Linked DNA regions of Mus musculus: region 2 is linked to region 1. The links are chromatin contacts, called in public targeted proximity ligation maps. All regions are on one chromosome and are shown on one strand. The core of a region is the stretch at or near the end of the contact, and the rest is flanking DNA. Distances in the headings are between cores, read along the strand shown. Region 1 overlaps Sgms1 (sphingomyelin synthase 1). Region 2 overlaps Sgms1 (sphingomyelin synthase 1).

Region 1 (5,966 bases), core at 3,006-5,505:
TTCTTTTTACTCTTGTATTATTTTGTTGTTCACATCCGACTTTGTGATTGGTTTCAAAGTGAGTAGTTGTAAAGCAGATGAAAAATACAGCACCTCTGAAGGGTACGTGGAAGATGCTCGCTTGCTGTGCATCTGCTGTGTGTTGAGGGCTGCAATAATAACAGGCACACCAAGCAAAGGCTCTAAACGTGATCATAACCTGCCTTCAGGTAGTTGCAGGCAGTGGTAGGAAAGCTGTCTGTGGCAGAAAGCAGACATTCAGCTTCTGCCTCATGTGCTTAATGTGCTAGAAACCCAGCGTGAATGCCTTCACGTTCCTAAGCTCTTATTATCCAGCTGTTTATCCAAAGAAAACGCTGGAGTAAGCTGAGAGCTGTGATGTTGCTTCTTGACTGCCCCAGCCAGCTTACTGGGGCTCTACCCACTGGTGTCAGTCCCTGGAGCAAGAATATCATGGCGTCTGGGACTTGCGTCTGAAGAACATTATTCACAACATGATGTAGTTAGTATCTTGCTGAGGATACCCACTCTAGTGACCCAACTTGTTCCAGTTAGGCCCTACTTTTGAACTTTCTGAACATCCCCACCCCCTGCCCCCCAAAAATAGCTGTACGAGCTAGAGGATGCATATGCAAACCACGAGCCCATTCAGAAGGTTCCAGATCAAACCACAGTACCACTCCATCTAACATTATTTTGGCTCATCTGTAAAAATAAGTCACTCAAAAAGTAATGTGTGATGGCATAGAGCAGTCATAAGCTATAGTTGCTGGTGATTTTCTGTATTTTTATACATAAGTTGTTTTTATAGTATGCTAAAACAGACTTTCCTGTCCCATGGTTGGTGGCAGGAATTGATAGAAAGGTCATTGGACCTAAGACTACCCAACTCCAAAACTTTCATCTCGTTCCTTAATTTCCATAATTATATATATATATATATATATATATAACTTCCAGTTAAAAAGTGGGACCATGGAATCCATATGAGCGTCATAAAACAGTACAGTGGCAGCTGACCAGCATGCACTGCTTGGTAGGATAACTGAGTAGGGACACGTTTCACTTCTGGATACTCTAGTCTGAGTACGTGACTCTAGTGGAATCAGGAGAAGACTTGATGGGCTCGACTCACAGAGATTCTACAGAATACTGTGTTTTAAGAGTTGCCCAGGTCATGAGAAACAAGAAAAGAAAGAGGAACCTGGTGGGGAGGGTAAGGAGATGCAAAACTAACTGTTGACAAGGACAGGGTAAGCGAGCATAGAGGAGGTAAGGAGATTGAAAGAACAAGGGCTATACAGCCCTGGTTGAGACACTAATGTTCAGTTCCTGGTTTTAGTCATTGTACCCTGGTTCTCTTAAGTTGACACAAAGCTAACGAAGGGTATACCTCAGTTTTCTGCAACTTTAAGAACATTATTTTCAGAATGACAGGGCAATGGAAAGCCCTCAGCAGGATAATACTGCTTACTGTTGTTTTTGATTCGGTAACAAAAGTCTCAGCTTTGAGACAGCCTAACTCTGAGGTCTTTCAAAATTGTAGTCACCTGGGAAGAAAGAATGTTTAGCCAAGTATTGAAGAGGTGAGTCCCAGTCTACCCCTACTACTGTAAAAATGCCATACCGCGCAGGAGTGTCTGCCCATCCTCAAGGTAGAAAAGTTGAAGGCTAGCTAAGTGACCAGTGCAGCAGCATCTTCAGAGGCTATTAGCACCAGGCCCTTTTGGGATAGAAGGGGACAGGGCCCTCCTGGGTCTCATTTTTTTTTTTTTTTTGTATGGACACTGGTCTCATCTGTGAGGGTTCTATCATGGTGACACAATCACCTCCACAAGCCCCACCCCATTGCACGGTTACCTCAGGATATAAATGGAAAGGGATTCCAGTAGGCATGTAGCGCCATGTTGAACTCTAATGTTTTAAGGCCATCTATGTGTAAATATAAACATGTTAAAAGCAGTTCCCCTGAGCCAAACCCCATGGCCGTTAGGTAGTTTTTATTTTATGTTGGAAACAAAATATCTTTGTGCCTACTGAAAACAAAGGAAAGCATAAATATGACAACATGTGCTTTGTAAGGACTCGGTATCTTGTGGACATAATAGAGCCATATCTAGAGAACACTATGCTCAGGAAGTTGAGACAGGCTTGTGACGCACTGCTCTTTGGAGTTCAAACCAAGCAGGTAATCGTGTACCCAGAAAAGGAAAGCTTTGTCTTTAGGGGATGTTGCGATTTCCTCAGATCCTGTTTACCTTCCAGCCTGAGATTTCCCCTCTGGTTGGATTACACTGTTTAACTCAAAGCACAAGCGAGGAAGCCATCTCTGCTCTCTTAACAGATTGCTGCCCCGAGGAAGGGCGTGTGTGTTTAAGATGTTAGGCCATAAAGAAGACTGGAAGTTTAAAAGAAAATTCCATAGAAATTGTGAAACTATGACAAGTGGAATTATTTTTAGACTTTGTGAAAGGAGAAGTAGGAGAAAGAGAAATTTTGCCTTTGCCTCTCTAAGCAATAGAGTGATAATCCTGGCAACTCTGTGGGTTGGACATGGAGTAAGAGACTTACGTCACTCATTCCTGGGCCGCCTTCTCTTCAGCAGTGCAGCGTGATGACCTAAAGTCTTTGATAATTCCACATTACAAAACACATTTAATAATTTCAGTGTCTACTGGAGAAAATGTTTTTATTACAAATCTTTGAGTCTTTGTTATGCGAGGTTGTTGTGATTTCCGTGGTTAATAAGTGTGTTTCTGGATCTTGACCTTAAGCAGGCCATGATGGCACACACTTTTAATCCTACACCTGAGAGGCTGAGTCAGGCTTGGAGCCTCACTTTGAAACCCAGCCTGAACTTCATAGTGAGTCCCTGGCTTAAAACAACACGGAAAAGAACAAAAAGAAAAGGGGAGGAAGGGAGGTTGACCTTTGCCTCTGATTTGTGGGCATTCCGAGTTTTGTAGCGACACAAAGCGCTGTGTGCCAGGATATTGTGCAATAGCAGACAGTGGCACTTCATTTACTAGCATGTGACTCTCGGGAGCATTCGATAGAACTCAGTGCCCTGGGAAGCCCTGAGTGACAAGCTTATGCACTTTAGTTTTGTAAGACCAGACTATTTCAGGGGTTGTTGTTGAGAAGTGTAGCTCAGATCTGTCTGCTAAATTTAGCTTGTCACTTCACTGGGTCTTGCCTCTCACTTTCTGCCTATCACGCTGGATGAGCGCATACGTGCAGAGAGCTTTCTGGAGTGGAGTAGGTAGATAACGTGTTCGAGTGTAGTTTTATTTGGGGAAGGCACCACCTTTAGGACATCCATTTTTTTATAGCCTTTATTGATTATGAAAGTAATATGCTTATTACAAAATTTGAACTGTGAAATTATGCAGAATAAAGTCAGAAGAGATATTAGGACATAGACTCAAATCCTTGCTTTCTGTACATATGTATCTAAGATATATTACCCCCAAAGCAGGGCCGTGCTGGGCATGATGGCACATGCCTTTAATCCTAGCACTCATGAGACAAAGGTAGAAGGTTCTCTGTGAGTTTGAGACCAGGCCAGTGTTACATGGTGAGACCCTATCTTGTAAAGCCAAGCCAGCCAACAAACGAGCGAAGCATAACTGTAGTGTGTAGGACACTTGCTGAATCTAAGCTTCATTAAAACTTACAATATGGAACACCACAGGCACTTTCCATGTCCCTAATCATTTCCCAAGAAAGCAACTCGTACACAAGAGTACTAATTCTGTTCCAATTCCAGAACTAGACTATTTTCCAAGACTGGCTGGAGCCAACCGAAACCCACGGGTCAGAAGTCATATATAATCCCAGTTCTTAATTCACAAGATTCTTCCATGTTAAAGTTACCAGGAGAAAATATATGTGATTGTACATAGACAGTCTGTCTGATTTTTGTCTTGTTGTTTCAACTTCAGTTGAGTCAGGAAAGGTTTTGGAAAAGGAAAAGAAAACAAATTACCTTCCTGAACTTGAGTTTTCTGACCGCGGTGCAGAGGAGCTGAGGTCGTGAAGGGACTAGGGGGAAGTTGGACGTAGGAAACTGGGGAGGTGAAGGAACAGGGTGCCCAAAGCACTGGGTCCTTCTGACCATGCAACAAGGAATGCTAAAACTACCCAGCTGACTGGGAGTTTCATTATCTCCCGAACCACCTGTCTCCCTTCTTCAGTGCCCTCTGGCCCCAGAAAGGGGAAATGGTAGGAACGGCCAAGGGTGGAGCGGGCAAGCTCTCCTCGGTAAGGTAAACTATTCACAGAGCCTGCCCTGGTCAGCCGTGGCTGGATTCTTTTCTCTCTCTCTCCTTGGCTCATTTGCTGGTTATAGTTCATTTTACAAAGAAAACACTTTTCTTTTAGTGGTGAAGTTAAACTTTACCTCAGCCCTCCAACCCAGCCCCTCTTTGGCTGCAGACCAAAGCTGGGGCCTTTGCTTGATAGGCAAGTGTCTCCCACTCAGCTAAATTTCCCAACCCCAGATTGCAGCAATCTAACAGTAGTTACTAGTATACAATCTAGTAGTAGTTACTAGTGTACAATCTAGCAGGAGTTACTAGTGTACAGTCTAGTAGGAGTTAGTTACTTTCTCACTTCTATAACAGTATACCCGACAGAGACAACTTAAAAGGGTGGGAGCCAGGGCCAGGATATAACACATAAGAATTCCCCCTCCAGTAGCTACTTCCCCTATAGACCTTGTTCCCTAAAGGGATCAAGGGCCAAGGCCTTTAAACACGGGAGCCTGTGGAATGCATGACACATGCATACCATAGCAGTGGTGGTGGGAATTCACAGCGGTGATGGACGCTGTCTATTTGTAGAACATTCATCATTTCAAACTGAAAACTGCTAACTCTTCAGATAATGAGGAAAAGCAGGTTCTTAATGCCAAGAGCAATTTAAGCTGAAATGAGCTGAAAATAGTAAGAGAAATAACATACAGTCGCCGTGCACTGTCTCTTCTTTCTGCTGTCTGCCCACTGTCTCACTGAAGCACAAGAGATATGGGATATTTCACTGTGGCGGAGAGGAGCTCCCAGCAGCCCCTGCAGCACTTCCCTGCATTGAGAACATTTCCCTCCTGAGTGGTCCTGCAAACAGTGTTCTTAGTCAGTGCCTCCTATACCACACAGGACTTAGTCTTACTGGTGTATTATTTGTGTATGTGCTGTGTGTCCTCGAGTGGAAGCCAGAAGTTAGAGTGGAGTGTCTCTCATAACCTCTCTTCACGGAGTGCTAAGGCTTCAAACATAGATCCTTCTGCTTGTGTGACGAGCTCTTTGCCAGCTGAGCTATTTACCCCGGCATCTAGGTCTTAAAATCTCAGTTAAATATTTGTCTCATGTCCCTTCGTTTCGATAGGAAGACCAGTACACTCAACACCTTGAACGAAGCTCAGAGTAAATGCTAGTAAGTAAATCTCGGTGTTGACGTTTCCGGGAGGCGGCATGTTAATATTTGGGCACTGAGTTCTGAATGGTCTCTGAGCCATTCATGCCTCAGTCCAATGCAGCCTCTCATAGTGTCCAGGTTGGGGCTGGGGCAAGTAGGTGACAGCAGGAAGGTTTCTACACTGAGTCTCATGACCTTAGAGGAGCCTTAGTATCACAGACAAACTAAGAACTTCAGGCATCTTTCTAGTCTGGGTTTTTAGAAACCAGCTGCAGATTGGTCAGGCCATGTCAGACTCTTTTCTAGAGCTCATGGTTGCTGTCTTTAACTGCGTTTACAATATTAGGAAATGTTTTCTGTTGTTGTTTCTGGTTTGATTTTTCAAGATAGGTTTTCACTGTGTATTCCTGCTGTCCTGGAACTCACTGTATACCAGGCTGACCTCCAGCTCAACCGATCACCACCTGCCTCTGCCTCCTGAGTGCTGGGATTAAAGGCTTGTGCCTCCACAGCCATCAGGGTAGGTTTGGTTTTGGTTTTGTTCTAAATCT
Region 2 (5,793 bases), core at 3,273-5,772, 180 kb before region 1:
TGGGAGGCTGAGACAGGAGGATCAGACCAGTTTGAGGTTACCCAGTAAGACTGTATGCAGTTCCGGTTACCCAGTAAGACTGTATGCAGTTCACAGAAACAGACAAAATTAAAGAGAACTCTTATTTTTAATTTTCTCACATTTTGTTGCTAATCATACTATTAGTGTCCTTTCAAATGTTTTGGGTGTCAAATTAAAAATAAAAGAAGAATAATTTTGGAGCCCTTGTCCAGCATGTGCTAGGCCCTGGGTGCCATCTCTAGTACTGCTAAAGAGAAAAACCAAGCAAATCCAGAAACCAGGACATCTTTGACAACTACAGTGCTTTTAGCTTCTTCAGTTCTTTATCCTCTAAACGTCCCTGTCCCTTCCTTCTTTGTGCATGGTTCTGGGAATCGAACCCAGGACTTTGTGTGTGGCAGGCTTTCCTTCCACCACTTAGCCGCTGCAACCTCAGCATCTCTCAGTTTTGTTTCTATTGCCCCGAGTTAACATTTGGAAGTACCAACCTTTACATTGTTTATCTCAGGACTAATTTCTTGGGTTTTTTTTTTTTTCAATTTATACAGCTCCCTGCTAGAGATTTCTTTCTTGATGAGGTTCAGTCATTTGTAGAGCTCAGAAGTGGATGAGAACCAAGAGAGAGAAATGTCAGACAGTGGGAGGGATGTGTTAGGGTGTAAAGAAAGCAAAACCGAGGTGTTGGCACTTAGATGGGATTGGATGCCAGCCCTGTCAGTCACCAGCAGTGGATGCTTAGCAACGTCTGCAGACGATGAGCAAATGGTTTGAGGTCTTGAACAGGAATCTCATCTTTGAAGGGGCTAATGCCGGCCTACAGGTTTACTGCGGAATCTGGTCTGTAGGACCAGGGCACTGTGCACCTTGAGGTCTCCTGAGGCAAAAGTACATGAGAATGTCGTCACACTTCTGTTGCCTTCCATTACTGTTTAAGAGGACGTGGAGATAGAGATGGAGACTGCTTAGCTCCACTGAGATGACCTTCGTCTTTTACAAAACATTTATATTTACTTATGTATACATAGGTGTGTGTTGGTGTGTATACAAGTAAGGGCTGGTGCACTTGAGGCCAGAGGTGACTGATACCCTCGGGCTAGAGTGATAGGCAGCTGTGAGCTGCTTGATATGGTTGCAGGGAAATGCGACCATGTCCTTTGCAAGAACAGCACCCGATCCTAACCCCTGAACAATCTCCCCAGCCCTTGAGAACCTCCTCTTGTTATTCAGTTGAATTCTGTTGGCTGGACCTGTTCGTTTCCACACACCCCTCCCAAACTCTCTCATCTGATTGCTTTTTCTGCGTGAAGCATTATGTTAAAAAGTAGATTACAGTAAAGATTTCTCTATCCAGAATTCTTGGAAATGAGTTAGCTTGGCAAGACCCCCCCCCCCCAGAGAGCAGACACTTTACATTTCATTTTTTCTCACTAAAGACTATTTTTCATCTTTAAAATATATTAGATGTTGAGAAAAATAGGGCCTAAAGTGCATTGAACAAACATCTGAACCCAGTTTTATCGATGAGTATTTGGATGTGTTTACTTTACATACTTACACACACACACACACACACACACACACACAGTATTTATTGTGTGTGTATATAATTTTCACAAGAATATTATATTTTCATTTTTACAAGGTTATAAGCTGAGAGACTGCAGTGGTTTGAGTGAGAGTTGCATCCATAGGCTCATGTGTTTGAACATTTGGTTCTTGGTGGTGGAACAGTTCTAGAAGGATTAGGAGGTGTAGCCTTGTTGGAGGAGGTGTGTCGCTGGGAGAGGGCTTTGACATTTCAAAAGACTCACACCATTTTCAGTGAGCTCTCTCTTCCTTCAGCCTGAGGCTTGAGATAATGACCTCTCAGCTATTCCAGCCATGATGCCATTGCTCCGCATCATGGACTCAAACGCTCTAGAACCGTGAGTCCAATTAAACACTCTTTTATAAGTTGCCCTTGTCATGTTGTTTCATCACAACAACAGAAAAGTAACTGAGAACAGAGAACTTGCTGTCTGGTCACTGCTCAATACTTAAGACAGTGCCCAGTGAGTGTCAGGCTCGAAGTAAACTCTTTATAGTGTTTATAGTTCTGCCGCCTTTTCCTTTCTTTCCTGAGATGTAATCCCAACTCAGACAGCTGTTGCACAGCAACATGCTAGGTTCCAACAGTGACACTAATGACCCCTAATAAGAACTACCCTCAAGGAATGCATTTCAGTGCCATGATCCAAGATAGGAAAGGTGAGATCAGAGGTAGCTATTACGGACTGCTGTGGGGCTCACCTTGTAATTCAGCACCTGGATGTGAAGACAGGAAGATGGGGAATTCAAGGTCATGCCCAATACATAGTGAGTTTGAGGCTGGCCTGGGCTACACGAGGCCCTGCCTTGAGAAAGAGGAGGAAATAAAAAGGAACTGTATAGAAACTAGAACATTCTTTGTGTATCTGCAGAAACATAGGATATCTGGCTGGCTGGTTGTCTGAAGTCACCATTGGGATGAGATTTGAGAAAAAGAGATGGGGCAGGTTCCAGGGCAGACAGGACAGCTGATCCAAAGCTAAGCAGTTGGAAGAGGATTTGTAGAGATCAAAACTTTGTGGATGAGAGCTGCCTGCACTGTTTGCCCAGAGGAGGATCAAGAGAAGATACTGGCCAGAGAACAGAGGTATTGGGCCGTTCTTACACATGGCAGGTAGCACTAGGTCCTAACTAATGGCTAATTAACACATTAACTGAAAACTGATATTCAGGAGACTGACTGTCATATTGTGATATGATAAGAAGTATGTGGGTTCTTTCCATAGTTTCTAGCATGTGGCTGCCCGAAAGACAGAATCTGCAGTGAGAGGAGTGGCTGGTGGCTGGGGTTCCTAGGTCATGGAGGATGCGAGCTGGTTTCCAGAGTAGGCAAAGTAAAACTAGAGGGTGTCTTACTTTTCTGTTGTGATGAAACACCACACACAAGGCAGTGTATAGAAGGAAGGGTTTCTCAGAGCTTACTATTCCAGAGAGATGAGAGTTCATTGCCATCATGGCTGGGAAATGAGGCAGGCAGCAGGCAGGCCTGGCAGCTGGGAGCAGCTAAGGGCTCACATCTTAAATCTCAGGTGGGAATTAGAGTATCAACTAGGAGTAGTGCATGTCTTTGAAACCTCAGGGCATAACACTAGTGACATCCTTCCTCTAGCAAGGCCACATCTCCTAAACCTACCCATACAGTGCCACCAACTGGGGACCAGGTGTTCAAACAGCTGAGCCAATGGACATTCAAACAAACCCAGAGGGGCCAAAGCTAGAGTGCCAAATGCTTTAACCAGCCATGCCTATATATGGAAGCTTCCACAAGCCCCCAGGCAAGTGGTTATCAGCCTTCCTAACGCCTCCACCCTTTAATGCGGTTCTTCACGTTATGGTGATTCCCCCAACTGTAAAAAAAATTTATTGCTACTTCATATCTGCAGTTTTACTGCTGTTATGAATTGTGGTGCAAACATCTGTGTTTTCGAGTGTTCTTAGGCAACTCTTGGGAAAGGGTTGTTTAAACCCAAAGGGTTCACTTTCCTCAGATTGAGAACCACTGCCCTAGGCTGTGCTCAGTCACCTGGAAGCTCTTCACCCCGTGCTTCTAGTAAGTCACACAGCCGGAAGAAGAAATCTGTACTTTAATCCGGATAGTTTGTAAATAGACTTTTTTGTTTTTTGGTGGTGGTGGTGGTGGTGGTGGTGGTGGTGGTGGTGGTGGTGGTACAGAGTTTCCTTATGAAGCCCCTCACCACCTGGCCCTTTCCCCTCACCTACACACACTTTCTCTTCCATACCACTCCATGTGTGTCTTCTGGCAGCAGATGCGTGGCAGGCAGTTCTCCAGCATTGCACAGCTACGAAGATGCTGCAGCTACCATAGCTTAAGGACTCAGCCCCACAAGACTGGCTCCCATTTCAGGTTCCTTTGCCCGTGTTTCTAACTGACTAGTTCTGCACCAGGCCTTGCTAGCCCCCCGACCCCTCTCAGGTGTCACTCATTTGCACATTAACGCAGGGAAACACTTAGGTTTGCTGGTTTATCATAAAGGACATCATAGAAGAAACAGATGCTTCTCTTAATGGAAGTGCGTGAGCGCAAAGGCGCCATGGCTGTGACAAACCGCATCTTGTGGTCAGGTCTTTGGGATCGGTGAAGAAGGAATTGGAGGATTGTGGCCGTGGGATTGACAAACCCACGAGTTTTATGAGCAGAGCTTACTCAAGACCTTCTGAAGGGAAGCAAGGACTCGTATCTGGAGCTGCCTGCTAGAGGCCGTTGATGTTCGATTTGACAAAGAATCTGTCCTGAAAGCTTGAGTGAAATTGAAGCAAAAAATGATGGACTGTTTGGCAGAGGGGATTTCAAGAGAAAATGATAGATTGCATTGTGGTTATTGCACACTGCATTTACTGAGATTTAAAGTGTGCAAGAGAGCAGAAGACAGAATAGAAACAGGAAACATGTAGTCTGGGAGGGAGAGGGATGTGAACCTAGCTAAAGTTGAAGAGAGGATGTGGTGCAGACAACATGGCTGTAATTGTTAAAGAAATTAGTGTCATTAAGGAGGAACCTGGGTTTTGCACTGTGACCATAGGAAAGGTCACTTGAGAGTAAAACCTCTCTTATCAGAGTTTCAGGGTGCTGCAGTACAAATTGAGCTGGAAAGCTACTGCCTTAAAAGACAGAGCCGTCAGAGGATCCTGCTGGAAAATGGCTGTCCTGAGGGCCACACATTTGAGGAATTATCTTAAGTCTCAGAACAGACTTTGGACTTTGAACCTTGTGGAAACTGATAAAACTATAGGGATGGGCTGGAGAGTTGGCTCAGCAGTTAAAAGCAGTAGCTGTTCTTGCAGGGAACCTAGATTTGAACCTTGGCACCCATGTGGCAGCTCAGAACACTTTGTAATTCCAGTTCCAGGGGGTCTGACACCTTCTTCTGGCCTTCTTGGGTACCAGGCATACACATGGGGGGGACAGACAAACCTGCAAGCAAAACACTTGTACATGTTCAATTGATTTCATTAATTAAAAGAAGATGATAGGGACCTTTGAAGTTGGACTTAAATGCTTGTTTAAAGCATTATGCCATGGCTCTGAGTCTGTGGGGGCCAGGAGCAGAATATTATGATGCAGATATAGCCACAGGTTCTCGTGGTTGAACATTTGGTCCCCAGCTGATGGGCGGTGCTGTTGTAGAAGTGGAGTCCAGGCTTGGGGCATGGGGAGGGGCTGAGCTTTGTAGCCCAGCTCTGCTCTTTGTCTTATCTCTGCTTTCTGGTCCATATGGAAGTGAGTAAGTAGCCTGTAACCGCTAGCACAGCCACTTCTCCCATCATGCCTTCCTCACTATGGACTGTGTGTACCCTCAAAGTGTGAGCCCAAATAAGTCCTTCCCCTCTTACAGTTGATGCTTACAAGCTTTTGGTTATAGGAACAAGAGCAGCCCTTCTGACTGGTGTGGATCATTGCGTGTATCTGATTGGTACATCACTGTGATTTTGATTTGCATTCCCTAATAGTGGTATTGGACATTTGTTGCTTATATATCTTCTGCTCATATTTTCTGTTGTCACTGTCATTATTGTAATCCTCTTCCAGGTGTTTCTTATACCATACTATTTATGGTAACATAGCTGCCAACCTATCCCTGCATATTCTAAAGATCAAGGAATAAGGAGAGGAAGGGGGTGAGGGGAGACTCGACACACAGACATATGACTGTATGCTTGTGTGTT

Evidence for each region.
Region 2: a targeted proximity ligation map of microglia shows a contact between it and region 1, with 7 times the contacts expected there. A contact is called at or near these places in 5 of 484 Hi-C or Micro-C datasets (bone marrow-derived dendritic cells, bone marrow-derived macrophages, embryonic fibroblasts and 1 more), 8 of 130 datasets of targeted methods (embryonic fibroblasts, embryonic stem cells, extraembryonic endoderm stem cells and 4 more) and 3 of 9 other capture datasets (adipose tissue, liver and pancreatic islet).

The regions. Positions count from the first base shown.
Region 1 is chr19:32,178,515-32,184,480 of GRCm38.p6, reverse strand. The region is part of intron 5 of Sgms1 (sphingomyelin synthase 1); the gene reads left to right. Among named protein-coding and RNA genes, the nearest start is that of Asah2, 78 kb to the right of the region's middle.
Region 2 is chr19:32,360,255-32,366,047 of GRCm38.p6, reverse strand. All of the region lies in intron 1 of Sgms1 (sphingomyelin synthase 1), which reads left to right. Among named protein-coding and RNA genes, the nearest start is that of Sgms1, 25 kb to the left of the region's middle.